Regions from separate parts of the Sus scrofa genome. Here region 2 is linked to region 1. The links are chromatin contacts, called in public Hi-C maps. All regions are on one chromosome and are shown on one strand. The core of a region is the stretch at or near the end of the contact, and the rest is flanking DNA. Distances in the headings are between cores, read along the strand shown. Region 1 holds the start of MYO9A (unconventional myosin-IXa). Region 2 holds the start of FBXO33 (F-box only protein 33).

Evidence for each region. A called contact is a pair of places that touch in the nucleus more often than the background predicts.
Region 2: a contact with region 1 is called in a Hi-C map of liver, with 5 times the contacts expected there. The contact joins the promoter of FBXO33 here to the promoter of MYO9A in region 1. A contact is called at or near these places in 3 of 47 Hi-C or Micro-C datasets (alveolar macrophages, heart right ventricle and liver) and 1 of 2 datasets of contacts at active chromatin or transcription factors (alveolar macrophages).

What each region holds. Positions count from the first base shown.
Region 1 is chr1:169,594,253-169,600,763 of Sscrofa11.1, reverse strand. It overlaps MYO9A (unconventional myosin-IXa), which reads left to right and starts at 3,993. Exons shown (of 44, transcript XM_021100912.1): 1 at 3,993-4,058. SENP8 (sentrin-specific protease 8) reads right to left here and starts at 3,948. Exons shown (of 2, transcript XM_013992369.2): 1 at 3,749-3,948.
Region 2 is chr1:169,912,809-169,919,319 of Sscrofa11.1, reverse strand. It overlaps FBXO33 (F-box only protein 33), which reads left to right and starts at 3,464. Exons shown (of 4, transcript XM_001926592.7): 1 at 3,464-4,328. The coding sequence starts at 3,721. It overlaps LOC102162695 (a long non-coding RNA gene), which reads right to left and starts at 3,520. Exons shown (of 12, transcript XR_002338918.1): 1 at 3,232-3,520.

The DNA.
Region 1 (6,511 bases), core at 2,744-5,243:
CACCACTTCTAATTCAAAGGTATTCTCTCTAAACTGTGTCACATTTTTCTCCCCTTACTATACACATGGTGTAAACAGCAGCCTTTTCGTAAACTGACATATCATTACCCAAATGGTCTCCAATAGTTAGATGAACAAAGTCAATAAAGGCTAGTCATGCTGAAGAAGGTAGTCTCTTGGAAAATCTGGCTCCAAAAAGTTACTTAACTTCACATTTCTCATTTGGATTAGTAATACCTGGATCTCAAGTTCAATTTTTTTTCCTTTGGCCATGCTTGTGGTATGTGGAAGTATCAGAGCCAGGGATCAAACCCGAGTTGCTGCAGTGACAGCACCAGATCCTTAACCCCCTTTGCCAGAGGATAATTCTTCGATTTTTCTGAATAACATGGTTAAAAAAAGCACATAATTTGGGGACTAGCTGGGATTTGGGGAGTTTTACATAGTCTAGCAATGGTCAGTTTCCAAAGAGATGGGTTACATGGGCCTTGAGGACTTCCTTTTTGTTTACTAGTGCATTTTACTCACCCAAGAGGTTTCAGGAATTGGCAAGGAGAGAGAAGTTTTGACCTTACAAAGTCAGGACTTAAAGTTGTAGATGGAATTTAACCAAGAAAGGTACTAGCAACATCTAAGAACTTAGATATGTGGTAAAGCCATTGCTTATCAGAAGTTCTAACATTATAGAATGCACTAGCCTTGTGACCACATAAAATGCTAATTAACTTCTACCTGGTGTGCACATCCTTGTTGAAAGGTATGTAATTTATTCCAATCTTTTTCTTTAGATTGGTCAGTCACACTGTGGAAATAAATTCAGCACTCTTTTAGAGATCACTTTATGATAAAATTTAGTTTTTAAAAATGTCAATTATTTATTGGTCTAGTCTCTTCATTCCTATTTTCTCTTCTGATGATCTAACCTACACATTACTTCTAGTTTATTTTCCAAATGGAACTGTGTTATTTTGCTCTAAATATTTAGTGTTTCTCCACTGTCTAGCAAATTAAGTACTAACTACAGCATGGCATTAAATAAATTCCATAAAAACAGCCCTAATCTATCTTTCCCAATTTATTTCCTTGTACTTCTCCCATATATAGCCACAAGCTTAGTTCTCTTGTAGGCCCAAATTCTTAGGCAACAGTGGATTACTACTGGTTACTATAACTAAGGCATAGGAAAAGAGAATAGCCAGTTCTCTATTCCCAGAGAGAGGCTGAGAGGTGAACCTTGCTCAAGCATCTTTCTGAAACAGATTTGATCTGTCATGCTCTCACTTAAAATCCTTAGATTTAGGAGTTCCTGTCATGGCTCAGTGGAAACGAATCTGACTAGTATCCATGAGGACACAGGTTCAACTCCTACTCCCACTCAGTGGGATCAGGGGTTGCTGTGAGCTGTGGTGTAGGTTGCAGATCTGGCATGCCTGCGGTGTAGGCCAGAGGCTACAGCTCTAATTTGACCACTAGCCAGGGAATCTCCTAAAATCTTACAGGTATCTCAAAATACAATTTATACTCATCATTGTTTTGAAAATACAAAATCAGTCCTGCTGCCAAATATTATTTAATGTGTAGTTAAGCACATATGTAACTACATCTCTTATCTGTTTTAATATTTTTAAAACTTTCAATGAAAAAGATCTCACTTATGTTTTTATGTATTTTATTTTATATATTTAAAAACATTATTCTTATTCTGAGATAGGATCCACAGGTCAGGCTGACCAAGTGGTCCATGACACAAGAGAAATTACTTTTACTTTTGGTATTTAGACCTATTAATTGCTCATAGTAAATATAACCTAAACACTTGAGCATGGAATTCAAAGTTCATTATCTGTTCACATCCACTTTATCATCTTTATCTCCGTCCTACCCCTACTTTTCATACTAAACCCTAGTATTTTAGACAATAGTGACCTTCTCTTATCTGGTAGCAGATAGACAAGTTTTTTAATTAACCACAGTTAATACAGTAGCACGGACTAGCTAGGGCTTTGCCTTATACAGACCTTATCTGTCTGCCAAGTGAATTCTTCTAAAGGTTTGTTTTCCCTAATACTGTGAAGTCCTAATAGGGCTGAAACTTAAATCTTTCTCATTCCTAACTTAAATGGTTGATGAAATAAATAATAAAAGGCAGATTCTAAATTGGCAAGGCACTGTATATAGTAATCTCTATGGGAGTGAAGTCAGTCTTTGAATCTCATCAATTGGCTTAACTCTGATCTTGTGGGGGATAGAAATGAGGATTCCCCTGAGCTCTAAGGCTGGATCCCCAGCTGATAAAACTTGGACAGAAGGAAAAGACAGAGGAAAGAGCAGTAACCGAAATGGGCCTGATTAAGACTGAAGGATGAAACTGTGCTAAAGAGAAAGCAGGAGTGACTCCTCCCATTACCCAGAGTAGTTATTCAAAACTTTCAAGGGTCTCATGCCATCCTGAACTCTCATCAAATGACTCCCAACTTAACATTACAGCGCCAACTACATCAACCTTCTGCCTTCCCCTACTTCCCAAACTTTCCTTTGCTATAGTTTGGTGGTTCTCAACCTGCAGCATTGGAGTCACCTCAGGAACTTTAAAAAAACAAAAACAACCAAAACTGATGCCTGGATTTGTTTAATTGGCCTCAGGTGGAGCAACTTCATTTGTTTTACTTTTTTCTTTCCTTTTTGGAGCTGCACCCGTGGCACATGGAAGTTGCCAGGCTAGTGATCGAATAGGAGCTGCAGCTGCTGGCCAATGCCATAGCCACACCAGATGCCAACTGTGTCTGTGACCTACACCACAGCTCATGGCAATCCTGTATCCTTAACCCACTGAATGGCGGAAGGGATTCAACTGCATCCTCATGGAGGGCAGTAGGGTTTATTACTGCTGAGCCACAATGGGAACGCCTGGTTTTACTTTTTAAAAGAATCCCAGGTGACTCTAATGTGCATACAAGATTTAATTCCACTACCGCTCCTGGTTCTGTAAATTACCCACTCTCACTCATAAACTGTCCACATCTTGGTTATGGTACACTTCATAACCACCTTAAAAGAAAACACTGTTCTGGCCCACACGCTTGTCCCTCACCTCATTACTTTATAACTCTTTATTACTCAAAGAGTGAGTAACTTACGCCACGTGGTTTTCGCTAACTGTATTCTATTCCTCTTTTTATTTCAGCGCCAGTACTGTCAAAAATATTTTTGTACCCATCATTCCCTCTGCTTCTATCTCTTATACCGCTTTAACCAGCTACTGCTCATTAGCTTTCTAACACAAATTAAGAGTGACCCAGAGGGTTTCCTCAAGTCATACACAATCAGGTGGTCCCTCTTCTACGCTCAAAGAATACCTTGTGCTTTTTTTTTTTTTTCTATTATAATTTTACTTTACTATCACGGAGGATTCTCTCATCGTCTCCAACATACTTCGAAACACTTGAGACTATTTCATTTGCTTCTGACTTTCTGGAGTCTAATGCACGGAAAGTGCTCAGTAAAAAGTCTGAGGGATGAAAAGAAAGAAGTACTAGGAAACGGAGGTCCGGGGCGGGGAAATGCTGGGGAAAGGGCGTGTGTGTGTGGAAACGGGGGCGGGAGGGGGGGGCGCTAAGGAGGCGGCGCTAAGAATTTTGAGCCAGAATTGGGGAGTGGGTGTGGAGACGCTAGAACTGCGTGGGCGGCAAAACGATCTCCTGCCCAGACACACCGACCGACAAACCGAAGTGGGGAGGAGGCTTCTTACCTGCCTCGGGCCTCACCTCCCCAGCCAGCCTTCAGGCACCTCGGTATTGGCCGGAAAGCGAGAGCTGCAGTCGTAAACCCAGAGTTTTCTAGCCCAACATTGCGACATCCCTCTCTAGAAGAGATAAAACCTAAGGCAGAGTTCCCAACTCTGCCGTAAGGTGAGGAAGAAAAGTTTGGGCGGGGCCGCCTGAAGCGGACGAAATGGGGCGTGTCCACGCAAGCGCATGCTGTACTTGCTGGCGGCATCACGTGCGGGGGCGGAGTCGGGCGAGCAGGCTGGCTCCCGAGGGCGGTAGGGGGCGTGGGAGGTAAGTGCGCGCGCGCTTGCTCTTCTGCAGCTGAGGAGTCGTGCGGGGCGGGGCCGCGTGCGCGGGGTCGGGGGCGCGCGGGCCCGAGCGGACTGGTACGTGGTGGCGGTTGACTGTGGCTGCTGAGTGAACAGCAAGGGTGGTGAGAGGCGGCGGTGGAGGCACCCGCGACACCCGCAGAGGCGGCAGTAGCGGTTGAGGCGGCGACTGAACGCGTGGTCTCAGGGCGGGTGCGGCCGGGGATGTGCCTGCCCAGGCCGGGCGGAGTCTCTCTGACAGGGCGGGGGATGCGCGGCGGCCGCTCGCCCGGACCCTAAGGCAGCTGGGCCCACCCTCCCGGAGCCGTCCGACCCTTGGTGATCTTGGCCTCTGCTGTCTCCTCCGGCCTGACCCTGGGGCCGAGTTTGGGAGGCGGCTTCCGCCGAAGAGGAGGGGGCTGCGGTGGCCACCGCGGCGGAGCCCGAGGTAAGACCCGCCCAAGCCGCCCAGCGGCCCTGCCGCCCAGCCCGGCCCACGTCTCGGTCTCTCTCTTTGGCTCCTGCGGGGCCGCCCCGCCCCGCCCCAGCGGAGACGCCCCGCGAGCTAGTCTGCGCTGGAGCCTCCCTGACACCCGATCGCTGCCCCGGGTACCCAGTGGACCCCACCCATCGTGTATTCCTTTGGCCAGGCACCATTCCGGCGCTCCAACCTCTCCTGGTGTTAGTCTCGGGCCTCTCACCCCATCACACCCCACTAGAACCCTCTTCGGACTCTCGTAGTACTCTTAAATGGGGCCTCGAGACTGTTGCATCCTCCTGTGAGCTGACCCAATCACAGTTCCTCAGATCCGTTTACGCTTGCCCTCTAAACCCATTGCGACCCCCAGCTCCAAGGCAGATCCATCGCTGCCCACTCCTCTTCCTAGCGGACCTGCTCACCGCCTAGCTGAAGCTCTTCCCTTACTCAACTCGTCTTTCAGATAGTCTATTTCATGATGCTCTTACTTCCCAAGAAATCTGGTGTCAGCTCCTCTTTAGACACCAGCAGCGGCCTCTTCTTCTAGACCTCCTTTCCTTAGGCAGACCTTAATATCTTTCTCCGAGGTCGTGATCCTTTCTTTGGTTGAAAGGGCTTTGCCGTGAAATCCTGAAGGCATTTTGCTTAGCCTAGTGTTTTCCCCCCAGCGGGGCTAAGGGGACCAATTGACACTCATGTTTGGAGGTTTAGTCTCCGGGCTTTAGAAAGAGGGAGATGGAAGATCATGGAAGCCCAGGGCAGGCGGTGTGTGCTATTGTAAGGTCACACAGCCTGCTTCTCATCTTCTGTAGAATGTGTGGGGTAGTACAGATCTGACATTTTAGGGACTTCTGGAAGGGTTAATTAACACAACAGTAATGAATGTCTCCATGTGGTATCATTTGTTTCACCTTCTTGTAGATTTTTACAGCTCTTTTGCACTGCTTTTGAAGGATAGCAAGATACTTTTTTTTTTTTTTTGAATTTGCTGTTTTAGAATTTGCTGGGAAAGTAAGATTTGTAGTTTTCCTTAATTTCTGAAGATTTTGATGTCAGTTTAATAATAAAATTCTGCTACCTGGTGCTGCTGACTTGCTTTTTCAAGAGGCAGGTACAGTTATCATTGCAGTGTTCACCAATGTCATTATCAACAGCCTTATTAGCAGTAGTTAAACAGTAAAACATAGTTTGTTGAACTCCTGAGCTGTCAAGAAGGAAATGTAATTTTACACCAGATGATCACTGCATAATTTTAACGTTGGTATAGGGATGAAGTATAGAGAGGTTTTTGTAGTCAGTACTTTAAAATTTTTTATTTTTTGTATGTGGAACCGAGGAAGGAGAAAATCATATTAAAATTATAGGTCATAATTAGACATAGTATAAAAATCAAAAGGTTCAAAAGAGTATGTAGTAAAAAGTTTCTCTTTTCCCTGTATCTTCCAACCATCCATTTTCCCTCCTTAGAAACAACCACTATTTCCATCTTTGTGTGTGTTGTTCTTGCGATATTTCTAGCATACAGGTCTACACACTTATGTGTGTGTGTGTAAAAATATATATATTTTTTTGGCTGTACCTGCAGCAGGCAAAAGTTCCTGGGCCAGGGATTGAATCTGTGCCACAGCAGTGACCTGTACCGTAGCAGTGACAACGCTGGATCCTTAACCTACTTAGGTCACGAGGGAACTCGTGTATTTATGTTCTTAAAACACCACAAATGCTTGTGTACTAGATGGAATGTATATAGCTTCCCCCTACCCTTCTCCCCCCACCCCCATTTAATAATAGATCCTAGAGATCACTCAACGGTTGTACATTTGGAAGTGCCTCATTTACTGGCTGGATAGTATATCATTTTGGTAGTCTTGAGGTTATTTTCAGTCTTTGGTTTTATTAACATTGCTGCATGCTTTTCTCTTAAATGTATCAGCTGCTATGTGTGTGTTTTTTTATTA
Region 2 (6,511 bases), core at 2,215-4,714, 320 kb before region 1:
CATGAATGAAACTTAACAAACACCATCCTAAGTGGAAGAAGCTAGACACAAGAGATCATATATGTTGTATGATTCCATTTATAGCAAATGTTCAGAAACAGCAGATTTATAGAGACAAAAAGTGCATTAGTGGCTGCCTGGAGGTGGGAGTGGGGACTAGCCGTAATGGGCATGTGGAATCTCATTAAAGGGATGAAAATGTTCTAAAACTTATTTACAGGGAGTTCCCGTCGTGGCTCGGTGGTTAACAAATCCCACTAGGAACCATGAGGTTGTGGGTTCGATCCCTGGCCTTGCTCAGTGGGTTAATGATCCGGCGTTGCCGTGAGCTGTGGTGTAGGTTGCAGAGGCAGCTCGGATCCCACATTGCTGTGGCCCTGGCGTAGGCCAGTGGCTACAGCTCCGATTCGACCCCTAGCCTGGGAACCTCCGTATGCCACGGGAGTGGCCCAAGAAATGGCAAAAAGACAAAAAGATAAAAATAAAAAAAATAAAACTTATTTACAGTGATGGTTGTAAAATTTGATAAAACTACTAAACTGTTGATGTGTATACTTGAAACGAATTACATATGAAAAATGTATCTCCATAAAACAGATTTTTAAAAAGTCAGAGAACATCAGCTGCAGGGAACCTTGCAAAAACTCTCTACTTGACAGACGAAGATAAGTGAGGCCCCAAAGGGTTAAGCAACGTGTTTAAATGTCACCCAGCTATATTACTACAAAAGCAAAAAAGAAAAAAAGATCAAAATCCAGCTTACCCTCCCACTCAGTACAGTATTACCTCTACTAAAAATGCTCAAGGAATTTTTTAAAATTGTAATATTAATCACATACACTTCTTTGTGAGGTGTTCTAGAAGTATCAAAATTTAAGGATCAAAAAGGAAAATTAAAACATTTTAAAAATCCATGAGAATTTGATATTCAGAAAAAATAAAAACTAGAAAAACTCATTCATCACTCTTTGAGGCCAAAGAACTTACTTTCAAAATGGGTAATAAAAGAAAAAGAACTAGGCATTTTTTCCTGTCTTTTCAATAGGAGAATAGGAGCTGTATTTCAGGGTAACTAAATGTTGCCAGTTTGTTAAAGAAAGCTTCTCCTATCCAGAAGAATGAAAATTAATAAATATAAATGGAACAAAAGACTTAGAAATTATTATTTTGCAACTCATAATAAAATTATGATTCAGGCAAGAATTATCAATTATTGTTAAGGCTATTAAGTGAATCATTGATGGAGGAGTTGGACATTTGTAGAAAATAACATCTCACAGATTACTTAGAGAAAAACAAAACACAAAACTTTATAAGGAGGGAGATCAAGATGTCACCAACCTAATCAAGCCTTTAACATTAATATGTAGGTTTATTAGAAATTCAGGGACTAGAGTAGTAAGCTAAACACCAAGAGAAAGTAGCCAAACAATTACAGATGGGAGATATTCTACAGCACAATAAGCCTCCTGTAATTAACTAATCAGAGAGACCCCAAAAATGAGTGCTGGGAAGAGGGTGACTATTCTAGATTAAAAGAAGCTTTAAATACAAACTAAAACAAGTGTGGCCCTTACTTGGATCCTGATTTGGATATTAGTTGGGATCCTTACTGCTGAGCCTCGAAGGGGAACTTCCTTTTTTTTGGGGGGGGGGTTGTCTTTTTAGAGCAGCATCCATGGCATATATAAGTTCCAGCCTAGGGGTCAAATCGGAGCTGTAGCTGCCGGCCTATGCAACCGGATCTTGGTTTGGATAAAACATCTATAACAAACATTTGGAAAATAACTAGATAAACTTGAAGATGGGTTATTAGACAACAGAAGTTTTTCAAGTGTGATAGTTTTGTTATGTAATAATACGCTTTTAAAGAGATGCACACTTAATTACTATTAAGTGGGAAATCTAGATGTCCATGGGTCACTCAAAATATTTCAATGATGGAGATCCCATGGAGGTGCAGCAGAAACGAATCCCACTAGGAACCATGAGGTTGCCGGTTCCATCCCTGGCCTCGCTCAGTGGGTTAAGGATCCAGGGCTGCCGTGAGCTGTGGTGTAGGCCGGCAGCTACAGCTCCAACTGGACCCCTAGCCTGGGAACCTCCATATGCCGCGGGTGCGGGCCTAAAAAGACAAGCCCCCCCCCCAAAAAATGAATGCTTTTAAAAAATAAAAAATTTAAATCCAAGCCTCAACTTCCTAATTCACTGCTGTTTCCATTAATGCTCATTAATCCATTCATAAGATATAATAATAACTGCATAGAAAAATCTCTTACAGACAAGAGGTTCAGAGAAGTGACCTACCATGAATGATAGCTTCCCCCCCCCCACAGGTACCGAAATGAAGATAACTGAGGTACCAACACAATATTATTGGTAACGGGCCTGTGCTAGGCATCAAAAGGCATGGAAGCATTATGAATGGAGAGTTTTGCCCTCAGAGGGCTAAAAATATCCAGGAGAACAGCTTCTGAGAGTTAGCCACAAATAAACACGGCTGTTCCAAGACCCTAGTTAAGGCTTTGAAGCGGCAGCCTCATTAAAGCGATCCTCAATTATTACATAAAATCGCTTATTTCTTTCTGACTTCACTGCTCCTTACAGTCAGTTAACTAACTACTTCCCGAGTTGTGATAAAGTTAGGACACTCTTTCGAAAAATCCCTCCCTCAAAAACCGGGCGCCGAGCTAAAGAAAACCTTTACCATAACAACAAACTTCTTTACAATTAGAGCCCCCAAACCTGGAACTCAGTCTCCCTCAATCTCTGGATAAGAGACTAATTATCAACCAACAGATCTAACCCATTTGCCCTTTTTTTTTCTCTTCTCCCTCAAAATCCAAAGGGTGGCGCTGTCCTCACTCCTTCCCCTCGCACCCAGGTGTGCGCTACTGTCCACTCCGAGGTCTGACCACGAGGGAAGGTCCGCTTGCGGCCTGTGTCCAGCCTCCCCTCCCCGCGCTTCTCCTCTCCTCACCCAGCCCCTCGGGTTAGCCCGCGAGGGCGCCGGTCCTGCTGCCTTAGCGGCTTTTTCTCAGAAACTCCCAACAATTCTCTGCGGGGGAGGGGGGAGGGGAGGTTAGGCTGAAAAAGACCCAAGCCGGCACTTTGGCTCTGAGTCCTCAGCCCAGCAACAGGAAAACGTATAATGAGAAGCGTCACCGCCCGCTTACGCTAACGCGAGTTCCGCCACTTACACTGCCTGAGCGCCCCAGTTAACCGACTTACAAACAAGACGGGACTCGGCGGTCTCTGTGAGACGGGAGGGGGCGCCCAACACCGGCACCACCAGCGCTTCCCCACCCCCGTCCCGACAGCCTGCGTGCGTCAGGAGTCACGTGCCGCGTCTCCCTTTCCTACCGGCAACCGGGCGCTCCCTTCTTCCGGAAGTAGCTCCGGATCACGCCGGGCTCCTCCCACCACTGGTGACGTCAAACTCAGGTCCTACCACTGCTCTGCCTCCGCCTCCAGGCGCGGGGAGGGCTGCCGTTTCCTTACAATTAGTCCTGCCGCTTCCGGGCCCCTAACCAGTAAAAGCAAGGATTTTGAAGTTCCTGAGTGTGTAGGCCTCGGACGCGCGTGAGTAAAGTTTGAGAGGCCACAGGCTGGCTGTCTGGAGGCCAACCCCGCAGAGGCCTTTCCCCCTCTCCGCAACTTGTGCTGTACTTGGTTCCGCCGAGACCTACGACGGTTCCGCCCCCTTCTTCCTTGTCATTGATGTTGTTGTTCTTGTCAGTGCCGCAGCCCCGACCACCGGGAGCCGGAACCCGAGCAGGGGCCGCCCGGGTGGCGCGGTGGCGGCGGCGGCGGCTGCGGCTGCAGCAGCTGCGACGGCTGCGGGGGCTGCTCCGGGGATTGCGGAGGCGGCCGGGGACCGGCAGCCGGCGGCGGGGCCGGATGGCTCTGTGCGGGCAGGCGGCAGGCGCTGCGTCGCTGCCCAGCGAGCTGATCGTGCACATCTTCTCCTTCCTGTCCGCCTCCGACCGGCTACGGGCCTCGGCCTCCTGCTCGCACTGGCGCGAGTGCCTCTTCTATCCTGCTCTCTGGCCCCAGCTCCGCATCTGCCTCCGCGTCTCGCCTGCGGAGCAGCCACGGCTCGAATTCCTCATGCGCAAGTGCGGCTGGTTCGTGCGAGAGCTGCGCGTTGAGTTCGCCGCGGAGAATTACCTGAGCGGCGGCGGCGGCCCGGGCGATGGAGGCAGCGCCGACACCGGGACTGGCGGGGAAGAAGTCGAAGCCCTGCAGCTCTCATCCCGTTGGCTAGAAGTGTTGCGCACCTACTTAGAGCTGGTGCTGTGCGTGCTGGTCAGCATCCGGAACAACAGGTAGGCTCGTCGTGGACCCTGCATTCATCCTCTTCTCCCGCTTCCTCCTCTCCCGGGGAGCAGGATGGCCTTCTTCCTCTCACCTCAAAATAGATTCTGTGCGGATACTCCCGGCCCGCTTCAGCGTTGCTTTTTTCAGTGATTAGGGGTTTCAGTTTTAATCCAGCGATTTCCTTGAGGCGGGAGGGCATAACGGGATTATCGTAATACTTTATAAACAGTGATGGATTTGGTGTTTATCAGACAGCATTCCTGGCACCTTCCAAGCCCTGTCTCATTCGTACTTTCGTTGGCAATGGGATGGAGTTCATTTTACAGATGAGAGCTGAAGCTTGGAGGGTGAGGCCTGTGAGTGAGTCTTGGGAGAAACAAAATCCTACCTGATTTTTTCAGTTCTGAATCTATCCATTCAAAATAGTTCGTGGTGGGGAAGGACTAGCTATGCTACTGGTTTCTCATAGTTACTAGACTGTACCCCCCCAAAAAATCTTTGACAGCCATTTTCTTACTGGGAATAGTTTTGATTAACTAGGCCAGGCATGAAGAGTAGGAGTGTTTGTTAAAAGGATTGGGGAACAGCCTGATAATGAAGATTGGGAAGTCCCTCCCCTTTGCACCTCCAGACTCAACTTATCCCTAGTTATTCACCTAAAAGTAGCACAGTATATATAGCTTGGTGTTTGCATGAGTTGGGGGAACTGGCCTGTGTCTATAAAGAGTAAGCCCTTAGCGGCCTAGTTTTTCATTAGAATTCTACTGTAATTCTGAGACTAACTTGATATGTTCTGACCCATTGTCCTAATCAATATTTTCCATTATTTGTCTATCACCGTCTCCAAAATACTGTTAATTTAGATGTTCTGTATCTGGGTATTCTAACTTTATAATTAAAGTATGAGTTAGAAGAAAATTCAAAAGTTCTAAGAAGGAGCAACTTACATAATAATAATTTAGTAGTTTGTGAGTACTTTCACATTCACTATCTTATTTGCTCCTTTCAATGACCCTGTGAGTTAGTCAGGATAGCTATTATTATCCCTATTTTATAGAAAAGAAACTGATGCATAACAGGGTCAATTTGTCAAATGATGTACACATTGTATACAGCATTGTTTTTCTCTAAGCAGTGGTCTTTCTTTCGCGGTAGTTACATTATGTTGAACAGGATGGAACTAAGGTCCGGGTTTAATGCTAAGTGAGATATATATATATACACATATTCTTAATTATGTTTCTGATTCAGAAGGGTAGGAGATAAGCATATGGCTCCAGACTGTATCTGGAGCATGGCTTCATCATTCCAGTGGGCTGTGTATTTTCCCAGCTTTTCACATCAAGCCATTATTTTCCTTACTTTCATTTTATGTGGCAAGAGAGGCTGTTTAAGGCTATAAATTGGTCTTGATCAGGTTGGAGACTCTTTGTCAGAGCTGAGTGATGGCTAGAGGCCCAAATGACCCAGAAGTTAGAGAGATTGATTCAGTGAGCAGTTACTGCTGAGGAGGGTGTCCAGGGAGGATGAATTCAGCAAGTATCAATTAGATTTTTTGAGATCAGATAGTTCCAAGCAATCATCTTAAAAATGTGTGCCTTTTGTCCAAGTAAGAACACGCCTTTCAAAGTGCATGTTCCTTTTAAGTGTTTTAATAACTGGTTGATTGGATGGATGAGGTTATGCAGGCAAAATAGTGGTATCTAACATCTTGGCTTTGTTGTTTAACTCTTCTCTCCTCCCCCTCCTCACCCCTACCACTTTTTTTCAGCTGTAATTGAGGTTTAATTTGCAAATAAAAGTGTGCCCATTTTTTTATTAGCATCCCGATCTACTTTTCTGTAAGGCTGCCATATAAATAATCTTTATATGCTTAGAAATAAGTTAATCTCAGCTTTATTTTTGAAAATGTCTTGAGAGTGTCTAGTAATGCTGGAAGTATTAATGTGGATGTTAAAAACATAAATGAAACTGGTTTTCTTTAAACAAATTTGAAAATGTTTTAAACCAAGTTGTTTAATAAGAGAAATCAACATTTAATATTGTTCTTTACATTTCTAAGCTAAATTTACAGTGGTTTGTTTTTTTTTTTTTGATTTTTGATTTTTACCATTTTATAAGTTGAAAGGGGGGATATGAAACCTACCAAGTCACAAGCTTTAGGCTTCGAGGCTTTGTGTTGAATTCCTTT